2 separate regions of the Mus musculus genome follow, and region 1 is linked to region 2. A link is a contact called in public Hi-C data. All regions are on one chromosome and are shown on one strand. The core of a region is the stretch at or near the end of the contact, and the rest is flanking DNA. Distances in the headings are between cores, read along the strand shown.

Region 1 (6,042 bases), core at 248-2,747, 37 kb before region 2:
TCCTACTATCCTAGGCATTGTAGGATCTTTCTTATTAAGAATGGTTGGAAGAACAAAAAGATTCAAGCCAATGATCTCATTTTGAATTCGGTAGTTCTGTAGGAAGTAAGTGGAACATTGGAATCATTCCGAAACAGTACAGGGAGACAGAGCACATGTACTGAACCCACTTCCGGCTCCACCATGAATTTATAGCACACAATACAATAGAGGACATGTACTAGTATTAGAACCATCGTCTCATGGGCTTTGAAATATCCTGTCAAGTCCTGGAAAAACCATAAGACCTAAGGAAGTATTCTGGACTTGAAGCAAGAGGAAAGGTGTTCAGAAAAGGGGTGTGACTATTTTAGATTCCTGTTTACTGCCTCTTAACAATATGGCTAATTTCCTCATTGATGAGATTCAATAACTTAATAATACTGAAACGCAATAAGCCGTGGTAAGAATGAGAACCCTAAGGCCTCCAAAATACAAACTTTCAAAATAAGCAAATGATCATGAATACATAATTTAATTAAAAAAATGCCAGCCAGGTGTGGTGGCACACACCTTTAATCCCAGCACACGGAAGGCAGAGGCAGGCGAATTTCTGAGTTCGAGGCCAGCCCGGTCTACAGAGTGAGTTCCAGGACAGCCAGGACTATACAGAGAAACCCTGTCTCAAAAAAACCAAAACAAACAAACAAACAAACAAACAAACAAACAAACAAAAAACAAAAGCCAAAAACGCCATTCTGTAATTATAGATAACCAAGATTCTATTTCTTTAACCTTGAACCAATTATGTCTTAGAAGAGGGAAGATGGCTCTATACAGAGCCAAGATTCTTCTAATAGTTTTATATACTTTCTATTTATGGGGAAATGTGATTGAATTGCCTGATAATATATTTAATAGATAGTAAGAGCTTTTAAAGCTGGTTGAGCCTCCCAGTCATTCCCAGAACATGGAAAAATTATGGCCAGGGCACTATAATGCTGCTGCTGACTTTGATAAAAATAAGCCTTTTGTCTCATACTGCTTTGAGCAATTTTTTTTTGTTCTACTGGTCTTTTACCTGTATATTATGATGTCTGTGTGCTTATGGCTTTTGTTTGTATGTGTTTCTTGTTTTTTTTTCTTTAAAAAATTATAGTCTGTTTTGTCTGCCTACTTGTTTGTTTTCTAAAGACAGAGAGAAAGAAAGGGTGTGGAGTTAGGTGACTGGGTGGGGTGGAAAGGATTCCGGAGGAGCTGGGGGAGGGGAAGCACGATCAGACACTACTGTATAATTGTTTTCCATAAAAAAATTGGTGGTAGAAGAAAAACAATTTCAAGAAATAGCAGAATGACAGGATATGAATTTCTGCAGAAAAGGGCTTTCTTTCAAACACAGGTAAAACCTTCCATCATGAGAGCTCTATGGAAACAAATGACATTCCAGCGCTGGAATGTGCTCTCTGAGTCACAGGTGCAAGGGTTCCATGGCAACCGCACAGATTACATTCAGACAAGCCAGCAGGCTGCGGCAGCTCTAACCCTTCCTGATGGACCATACAATCACTGGCTATTCCCAGGCCTGAGCACCATTGTGATTTTATATACAAATGGTAACCCTTGGCTCTTCCCTTCATTATATCTGGAGGAAAAAAAAAGCTAAGTGCCAATCTGTACACAAATCTAACAATAGTTTCATTTAGCAGAAAAATTTTTAATAGGATGGCTTGCTATTCAATCTTTTTTTTTTAAACTGAAAATAATATGCTTTTCCCACATAAGAATAGAGACATTATCTAGTAGCTTGGCTTGTGAAAGGGGGTGGATATAATTCTTTTTTTTTTCTTTCTTGAGTCACACACATTAAGTGAAGAAGCGTCAGTACATGTTATACCCATCTATAGACTGAATTTATAGCTCAGTTGGTAGAGGCCCTGCCTCACATGCAAGTAGCCCTAGATTTAGTCCCCAATACTCCATAAACCAGATATGGTGGGCTATACCTGTGATCCCACACTGGGGAGGTGGAGGCAGGAAGATCAGAAGTTTAAATTAATTCTCAGTTGAAGAGGAAATTCAAGTCCAGCCAGGGTTACCAAAGGGGTAAAAAATGCCGACTCCTAGGTTCCATGTCTTAAGATTCTATTACCAGTGGTGAATGGGGCAGGGGAGAGCCTCTACTTGCAGTAAGCACCCCTAGGGACTATGATGTAAGCTCTGTAAGCATCCATAACAGCCTCTGCTCTCATCAGCAGCCGAGTTTGATATACTGTAGCGAGGAATACTGGAGTTTGATATACTGTAGAGAGGAATACTGGAGTTTGATATACTGTAGAGAGGAATACTGGAGTTTGATATACTGTAGAGAGGAATACTGGAGTTTGATATACTGTAGGGAGGAATACTGGAGTTTGATATACTGTAGGGAGGAATACTGGAGTTTGATATACTGTAGGGAGGAATACTGGAGTTTGATATACTGTAGAGAGGAATACTGGAGTTTGATATACTGTAGGGAGGAATACTGGAGTTTGATATACTGTAGGGAGGAATACTGGAGTTTGATATACTGTAGAGAGGAATACTGGAGTTTGATATACTGTAGGGAGGAATACTGGAGTTTGATATACTGTAGGGAGGAATACTGGAGTCAGAAAATCTGGGTCTGTCACTAACTCATCTGACTATGGGCAAGTGAATCCCTTGGGCCTCAGTCTTCCTGTAAGCACAATGAGAAGAATAATGCATGGTGCACCTACCACACCTAGCATACATGCCAATTTATGTAAGTGTGATGAGCTTAGTGAGCACAGCTTGGAGAGGGGGCCTTTGAGCTCATTTTGGAAGTACAATATATTATCTATTATGGTCCCAACAAGACTTAACTACAGAGTAGACTTTCCTTTTCCCTCCTAGGCTTAATTTAATCAAAGTAGTGCTTAGATAAAGTGACATTCTCCTCTATCATTTGTCAGTTCCCATGACCCCAGAAGAAGAGAGAAGGCACAGAAATAATGGGGCAAAACATGCAAATTAAATGTAAAGAAGGTTGCTGTCTGAGGATGTGTCTCACCAGGTCTATGAGTTTGGTGACAGGAACTTCTCGAATTGGTCTTTTCATTCGGCACAAAGCCTCCAATGAGGTTCCAAAGCAACTTGGGAGGTAATTCCCACCGATGGTCAAGAAGTAATCTTTGCCTCGATCCAAATGGAGGACAAGAATATCTTCAATCTTATCTTCACCGGAGTTCAGGATGGTTACAGAGTCTTTGCTGACGTATACATCAAGGGAGATGTCTAAGGTCTCGTCTGAAATGAAAGAGATGGTGCATCGTAGCACAGATCTTTCCTGTGGAAAAGCAATTCTGCTCCAAAGCAAAAAACAGAACTACCAGGCAACAACAGGGAAGAGATGGGACACACAACAGAGGTATCACCAATATCAGGACAGTGCAGGTGAGAGACAAGTGATTAGAGAACAAGAAGTTAATTTAAGCCAGGGTTGTGGGAGGCTTGAGGAGTTGTGTGTGGCAAGAAGACAGTGGTAAAGGGGAAACTCACTTGGCTCCAAGTAGCCCTCAAAAGGTTCAGCTCGAAGCCATGGCTTGCAGTATTGGCTGTCATTAAGCTTAGGGATGAAAGAAAAATGGCAGGGAACCTGTCCATTGTTGCTGATCTGGAACTTCTCCTTTTGCAGCTGCCGAAACTTCACATTCTCAAAAAAAAACTGGGGAATAACAAACAGACAGACACAACCATGCATGCGGAGTAGGGGAAGTAAGTTGGATTATTTGTAGACAATATGAATCAAGAATAAGGTAATCATTAATCAGATATATAACTACCACATGTACTCATAGACCGAGACAACTTCCTAGCATTGACTCTCATACATGATTTAGCTCATGCCAGCAGAGAAGGCGTTAGGCAACTTTTGACCCTGTTCAAGGCTACTCTGATTGTTCCAGGGATCCTGAGAGGAACATGATCATGTCCAGGGTGCTCATTCTTTGACTGAGCTCTGTTCCCCCAGACATATGAACTAAGCACCAAATAAGATGGCCTCCAAGCTGCTAGGTGCTACTGTAAGAGCTTATCATGTATTATTTAACTCATGTGATCCAGAAAGGGGAGCTGAATCTCTGAGAAGGTGCAGCACTTCATGTGCTCTTGCATCTACCAAACTGCAAATGAGACTAGGACGCAGACAGTCTGACACTGATGACGATGATTTTAACCTTGATGCCCTTTGAAGTAACACGGTTTTCTTAGTGCTGACTAGAACGGACAGGAGACAGGAAGCTGTGCAGTTCGGCTCACCTCTCTCCTGCTAAGTTCTAATGAAGGAAGGAAGTCGTTTTCCATTCTGTCCATAATGCGGACGATATCTTCAAAGACCTTCCGATACCTCCGCTCATCCACAACCTTCACCTAATGGGGATGAAGGCACCATTTTTAGCTTCATATGTACACAGCTCATCTCCATCAGAGATTATCTAATAATCTAAAACTGGGCATTATGGGAGCAGCTTGAAAATAAACTATAGTATGTTCAACGCCCTCAAAAACTTTACTAACCTGCTTCATCCATAACTCTAGCTTTCACTCAAAGCTCCGGAGTGGGGGGATTAAAGGCATGGACCACCACCACCTAGCAGTCTCTAGCAAATTTTAAAAGTCACTAAAAAGACCTAAATTAATAGGCATTATATAGATAATAGGCATTATAAAAAACACTTTAGGGGAAAGGTAAGGTTAATTAGCTAAATTTCTGGAAAAGTCCAATCTGTAAGAAGCTTGATAATAGTACATATTTGGCAAGGATTTTTCTTTGTTCCATTGTTAATTATCTGACTGTGGAGAAAATGGGATAATTGCAGTAAAAATGATTTCTTGCAGTGTCTAAAATGACAGCTAAAATACATTCACTGCTATTTTCTTTTATTTTTTTAACAGGCATAAAATAGTAAAAGTGCAGAAAAGTGTGATTAAAGCATTTAAGTCCATCCGTGGCCACAGCCATTTGCAGGAATCAGATAATTGCTCAGACTACAGAAAAGGGGCTGCATGGCGCTAGTAAGTGCAAGCAACGAGCACTTTAGACAAAGGACACCACAAGATGTCCTAGAGTAAAACCATGGCAACAGACAAGTGATTTGGACTAAAGAATGGGTTAAGAAAGTTTTCAGATCACACAGGACTTCCAATGACCTGATATAACTGTTTTTTTTTTTTTTTGGTTTTTTGAGACAGGGTTTTTCTGTTTAGCTCTGGCTGTCCTGGACCTCACTCTGTAGACCAGGCTGGCCTCACACTCAAGTGCTGGGATTAAAGATAGATGCTGTCTTGAAAGCCCCACAAAGAACTTTTTAAAATTGCTGTGTCATTTAAAAGAAGAAACACAGAATTCAATTAAAGATATAAAAAAATATAAAGAACCCTTGAAAAATTTAAAATATCTAAGTGGGACTTAGGATGGAGGTGTAATATGAAAAATATTCCAAGGAAACACAACAAAAATCCAAGGAGGCCAGTGTTTGGGAAGAGATATTTTCCTTAAATGGATTAGGGGGTTCACGTGAGGAAAAAGAGGACATCCTGGACATATAGACGGGACTTTGATGGCTTAAATGTGGCTTCTGGAGGCATGTTTCATCAGGATTTTAGAATTATGAAGCCACTACGCAGAGGTGAAAAGAACACAGATATTGGAGTTAAACAGACTAAAGGTTTGAATCTTAGCTATCTTCCTAGTTGAACACTCTCAAGGAAGTGATTTCTAAGTCCTTGGGTTCTTATCCGTTCCTCTGTGAAGTGGCAAGTCTTTAAGTGAGCACTGTTGTGGGAAGTAAGCGTGGTGCACCAAGAGCCCAGCACCATTTCTTTTTTCTTTTTCTTTCTTTCTTTCTTTCTTTTTTTTTTTTTTTTTTTTTTTTGGTTTTTTGAGACTTTGTAGACCAGGCTGGCCTCGAACTCAGAAATCCGCCTGCCTCTGCCTCCCAAGTGCTGGCATTAAAGGCATGAGTCACCACTGCCCGGTCTAGCACCATTTCTAGTACACAA
Region 2 (5,782 bases), core at 1,545-4,044:
GTTTAACAGATACTCAATGGTTACTAGTTGAATAAGTGAACAACTTTCATTACACTATAAACAGAGGTGGATTTTGAAATGAAAGTCCTTGGAGAAATAATGAAGTTCTTTTAAGGATTTGATTGTTTCCAAAAACAACCCCCCCACCCCCTTTTCATTTTGGTCTTTCAAGCAAAAGCTGCTCTATATTCAGAAGCACAGAGCCAAACACGGTGATGGCTTCAAGTTCTAATGACAAAAAGGCCAAATGTAAAAAGTTTTGGGGATCTAGGTCAGAGATGAAAAAAATCTTTAGGGCTTATAAGTGGTACTATATATTAGGTGTTTTCAGTTCAAAAGAATGTTCTCTACTGGGCATGCTAGTGCACACCTTTAATCCCAGTGCTCTGGAGGCAGAGGCAGACAGATGTCTGACTTTGAGGCCAGCCTGGTTACAATGTCAGTTCCTGGACAGCTATGGCTACCTCCAAAAAAATACACTGTCTCAAAAGCAAAAAGTAGAAATTTTCGCTGTGGAATTCTTAACTATGCCTCATGGATTTGGATCTCAGCTATGCAGCTTTGTAACTCTGAGTAAGCCACTTCACATCTATGTCTGTACCTGTAAAGGAGCATGATAAGTGCTTAACAGTCTTCAAGCCATCTCGTTAATTGTGGGCTATCCTTTTATTAGTTATATGGACTCAAAACACAGGGATTTAATTTCTCTGTGGGGAACTAGAAAAGAGCCCTCCCCTTGCCAAGTTTAAAAGTTCTAGTTCAAGAACTTAGACAGAACGAGTTACTTTTCATAACCGGCTGCTGGCTCTCTTAGTAGAGTTCTAAACCCACTGACCCAGGGGACAAATATCTGTGTTGTGGTTATTCCAACAGTGTAGCTGTCCCAGTCAATTCTTAAAACTTTGGGTTTTATAGAAGAGGAAACCAAGATACACAGAATCTACCTGTTTGTGCAGGTTACACTTCTACACACCATTTCTACCTTTCCCACGTGGAATTGCACCTTTTAATTCACTATTCTATTGAATGTACTCTTACTAAACTAGTCTTCCTGGATTTTATCAAGTCTACGGAAAATAACATGAATTTCTTACATCAACAGGACCAACCAAGCAGGATCTAGGGACGAGCTACTTCATGGACCTAGATGATAATCAGTTATAATAGCACCCATAGCTGCAGCTACGTTCAGGCCAGGCTAGTGGGACTTTCCTTCTTTGTGAATTAGACAGCCTGGGACCAAGGATTTAAAAGTAGAGTCCAAGACACTTTTTCATGCAGAATCCAGTGTTAAGAGATGGTAGGAACTAAGTGATCAATACCTGTTAAACTGGGGGGAAAAATCTATTCCCAGAAACCAGTGAACCAAGGGAAGTAGCTTGCACATATACAGCGATAGGGCACTGTGATATGAAACGGTCACCGTGGAAACTTTAAAGATGAAGTATTAGTGGCAAGGGGGCAAGGTTAGCAGCTGTGGTGACTGCTTATGAAAATAATCATCTGCTCAATCAGTCATCTGTATTTACTGAGCTGCCATCATCCCAGGAAGAGTTGGAGGTGACATGCACTGAGAAAAATGTCAAATGCCATTCTGTTTCTACACATTTCATTAACTTTGCTTTCCAAATAGTCCGGTCCAGTGCGACAGTGGCTGCCCTGCGCCAACACATTAGTGAATTAATGCATTTGCCTTCAAGCAAACGGAAAAAAAAAAGAGGATCTGGGGACAGGAAGAACCAGTTGAATGGGAAAAAAGACATGTCTGTAACATTAGCAACATAGCATTTCCATTGCACTTTTACTTGTAAGCCACTTTTGCCTGGGTGGTCCCCCAGTTTTATCTCCAATAGCCATAAGACAGTTTATGGTTTTATTCAACTCAAGAGGAAACCAAGGCTCAGAAAGCTTGATTAACTTGGGTTACACAACGCATGTCAGTTACAGACAGGGTGAAGGAACTAAGAACCCAGGCTTCCTGCTTTCCTGTCCATTGAGTCCATCCACTGAGCCACAGGGCCCAGGAGTTATCTAGTAGCTTAGAAGTTGGGGGTGGGAGGCCCTGGCTCAGGCAGCTCACTCTACACACCTAGCTGTGAACCTGTTGCCCTCTTGGCCAAGGTGGGTGGCTCCCTGCGGTTTCAGGCTCAAGGAGGTTTATAGAAGAAGGCGCTCTCCTCGGTGGGAGTCAGATTACTTACTCATACTGCCCATTCCTCCGGGCTAGGGTCAGGACGCAGGGTTCCCGGAGGGGACCCTTCATCTCCAAACCCGCCACCATATGCAGGCACTGGTCAAGGATCTCTAATTTTTCTTTTTCTTTCTTTTCTTTTCTTTTTCTTTTTTTTTTTTTTTTTTTTTTTTTTTTGCAAACGCAGCCAAATTGGGGTGACGCGGGGCCAGACTCATATCGTCAGCTCTCCTCAGCTATCCCAGCGTCCACTCCTGAGCAGGTCCCCTTTCCCTACTCTGCTCGCCCTAGGACATGCTGCACCCCAACCCGCACCCCACGCCCTTACGGCCTCCCTTCCCCTTCCCCCCTTCTCTCAGACGGATACTGCCAGGGGCTGAGCTCCAATCGGGAGCCGCGGCTCCATCAGGGCGGCCTCCAGGCTCTGCGGGGCTGCGGACTGCCAGCGGATTCCACGACACCACCTCCTGCGGCCTGCCGCCGGCCTGCCTCGCCTAGGCGGAGAGGAAGGGCTCCAGCGCTGGGAGCCTGGAAGCCCGGGAGCCCGGGAACCCGGGAGCCCGGGAGCCAGCCGGGGAGCTTTAGAGCCGGGAGGAGAGAGACTGACCAGAGAGAGAGAGCGGCGCCTCCCGCCCCCGCCCGCCTGCCAGGCCGCCGCAGATTTCGCCCCCTGCGGCCAACCTGGGGAACTGCAGCTAGGCACCCGAAGGACTTGGGGACTCCATAGCAGGTCCCTCTTCAAATTGCTATCTGCAACATCCTAGAAGGGATCTGAGGACTTTGAAGATGCTCAGAGAAAAGAAACTGCTACACCAGTTGAACTGGGCCTATAGGACCCACAAGCATACTATTCTCCCACCCCCAAATCCTTAAGGTTTTGAAGGTTATGAAGCCTTCTATTGATCATCGTTTAAGGTGTTTTCTCTTTCCATTTCTTTCTTCTATCCCCTAAATTGGAAAATGACTCATAGCTCAGCCTTCTGTTCTTCTATTTCCCATTTTTCATCCTCTCCAGGTGACTTCCAAGTGTATAAAGTTCAAGCACACAGGGTGAGTCTAGGCCTCTTAGTGTAGCCCATTGTGAAAATACTTCTCATTGACAAAACTAACTCACCTTTTCACTCTGCCACCAGCCCGGAAATTTAAAGCTACAAGCTATCTTCCTCTTATCTTCTCTCCTCCTCCCCACCCCCCACCCCCCCCCCCCCGCCATCACTCTACTATGATATCCCATCTGGGTTACTGAATTTCCCTCCAAAGAAATCCTGTTAGTTGCACTTCTCCTTTAAGCTAGCTTCTTTCTTTCTTTCTTCCTTCCTTTCTTTCTTTCTTTCTTTCTTTCTTTCTTTCTTTCTTTCTTTCTTTTTCTCTTTCTTAAGATCTATTTATTTATTATATGTAAATACACTGTAGCTGTTTTCAGACTGCTCCGGCCCCACTCGCCCAGCCCTCTTGCTGCTTTGTTCAGACACCCAAGAAGAGGGCATCAGATCTCATTACAGATGGTTGTGAGCCACCATGTGGTTCTGGGATTTGAACTCAGGAGCTTCAGAAGAGCAGTCAGTGCTCTTAAGGGCTGACACATCTCTCCAGCCCCTCCTTTAACTTTTCTTCTCTGTTGAAAGCCACCAAAAGTGCTACTATTTCAGTTGTTTGAATACAGACCAGTGGAATGGAGAATATAGCGCTCAAATACACCCACAGGCTTATAGAAGATTAATACTCAGTATATATGTCATTTCCTATCAGTGAGGGAAGAATCTATTCTTCACTAAATAACACTTGGGATATTGATTTTTCCACATGTAAAATTGTAAAATTTGATTTTCATCTCACACCATGAAAAGGGAAATTAATTTCAGGATATCTTATAGTTGGTAGACAACCTGAGCTTACCAGACAAGCTGTGTGTGCTATGGAGAGGTAAGATTAACCAAGCACTTTAGAGCCCAAAAGATCACAAATGAGTCCCAGATATTTGACAGTAAGCTTTTTATACTTTTGGATTTGTTTTGTTTTGCTTTCACCTGATTGTAATCATGTTCTGGTTCTTCTCTCTGGAATAAGAAGGCATGGAACTTGTTTTGGATTTTTTTTCCATTTTTTATTAGGTATTTAGCTCATTTACATTTCCAATGCTATACCAAAAGTCCCCCATATCCACCCACCCCCACTCCCCTGCCCACCCACTCCCCCTTTTTGGCCCTGGTGTTCCCCTGTACTGGGGCATATAAAGTTTGCAAGTCCAATGGGCCTCTCTTTCCAGTGATGGCCGACTAGGCCATCTTTTGATATATATGCAGCTAGAGTCAAGAGCTCCGGGGTACTGGTTAGTTCATAATGTTGTTCCACCTATAGGGTTGCAGATCCCTTTAGCTCCTTGGCTACTTTCTCTAGCTCCTCCATTGGAGCCCTATGATCCATCCATTAGCTGACTGTGAGCATCCACTTCTGTGTTTGCTGGGCCCCGGCATCGTCTCACAAGAGACAGCTACATCTGGGTCCTTTCAATAAAATCTTGCTAGTGTATGCAATGGTGTCAGCGTTTGGATGCTGCTTATGGGGTGGATCCCTGGATATGGCAGTCTCTACATGGTCCATCCTTTCCTCTCAGCTCCAAACTTTGTCTCTGTAACTCCTTCCATGGGTGTTTTGTTCCCAAATCTAAGGAGGGGCATAGTGTCCACACTTCAGTCTTCATTCTTCTTGAGTTTCATGTGTTTAGCAAATTATATCTTATATCTTGGGTATCCTAGGTTTGGGGCTAATATCCACTTATCAGTGAGTACATATTGTGTGAGTTTCTTTGTGAATGTGTTACCTCACTCAGGATGATGCCCTCCAGGTCCATCCATTTGGCTAGGATGTTTTGGATTTTTTTAATTTGTTAATTTTTTAAAGATTAATTTATTTATTATATGTAAGTACACTGTAGCTGTCTTCAGACACTCCAGAAGAGGGCGTCAGATCTCGTTACGGGTGGTTGTGAGCCACCATGTGGTTGCTGGGATTTGAACTCCGGACCTTCGGAAGAGCAGTCGGGTGCTCTTACCCGCTGAGCCATCTCACCAGCCCTATTTTGGATTTTTATAAGAACCTGTAGTTAGATTTTGGATTTTGAAAGAGAACTTAAACTTTAAAATTGTGGATTTTTAAAAACACTGAAACTTTTAAGAGTTGTATTGATATTAAGGTGATATCTCAGGAAAAATAAATGAAAAAGGGAAGGTGTAAAAGGGTGTGTTTCTGTGTCAACATTGACAAAGAGTGGAAGGTCATGGTTTTTGTAAACTTGATACAAGCAAAGCCATACCTGGGAGGAAGGAATTCCAACTGGGGAATTGCCTCTATCAGATTGGCCTGTGGAAGCATTTTTCTGATTACTGATTGGTGTGGCAGAGCCCAGCCCACTGAGCAGGTATGCCTATGCTGACAGACAGCTAAGCAAGTCAAGGACAATGACCCAGTAGGCAGTATTCCTCCATGATACCTGCTTCAGTTCATGCCCTGGCTTCTGTTGATGATGGATTCTAACCTGTAAGATGAATAAGCACCTTTCCTCTCCAAGCTGGTTTTGGTTAGTATTTTATC

The links. Hi-C and Micro-C count contacts between places; a contact is called where the count stands out from the background.
Region 1: a Hi-C map of embryonic stem cells shows a contact between it and region 2, with 2.2 times the contacts expected there. The contact joins the enhancer-like site here to the promoter of Ocrl in region 2. A contact is called at or near these places in 7 of 484 Hi-C or Micro-C datasets (cortical neurons, embryonic stem cells, granulocyte-monocyte progenitors and 2 more), 1 of 115 datasets of contacts at active chromatin or transcription factors (embryonic stem cells) and 3 of 9 other capture datasets (adipose tissue, liver and pancreatic islet).

The regions. Positions count from the first base shown.
Region 1 is chrX:47,945,371-47,951,412 of GRCm38.p6, reverse strand. Ocrl (OCRL, inositol polyphosphate-5-phosphatase) reads right to left here. Exons shown (of 24, transcript NM_177215.3): 16 at 4,300-4,410; 17 at 3,541-3,706; 18 at 3,053-3,288. Among named protein-coding and RNA genes, the nearest start is that of Ocrl, 36 kb to the right of the region's middle. Within about 2 kb of position 1,497, at least 10 of the 459 cell types and tissues checked have an H3K27ac peak or open chromatin away from gene starts, as enhancers often do. A contact at or near this core is called in embryonic stem cells, where this site is marked.
Region 2 is chrX:47,909,468-47,915,249 of GRCm38.p6, reverse strand. Ocrl (OCRL, inositol polyphosphate-5-phosphatase) reads right to left here and starts at 2,794. Exons shown (of 24, transcript NM_177215.3): 1 at 2,559-2,794; 2 at 2,202-2,281. The coding sequence starts at 2,597.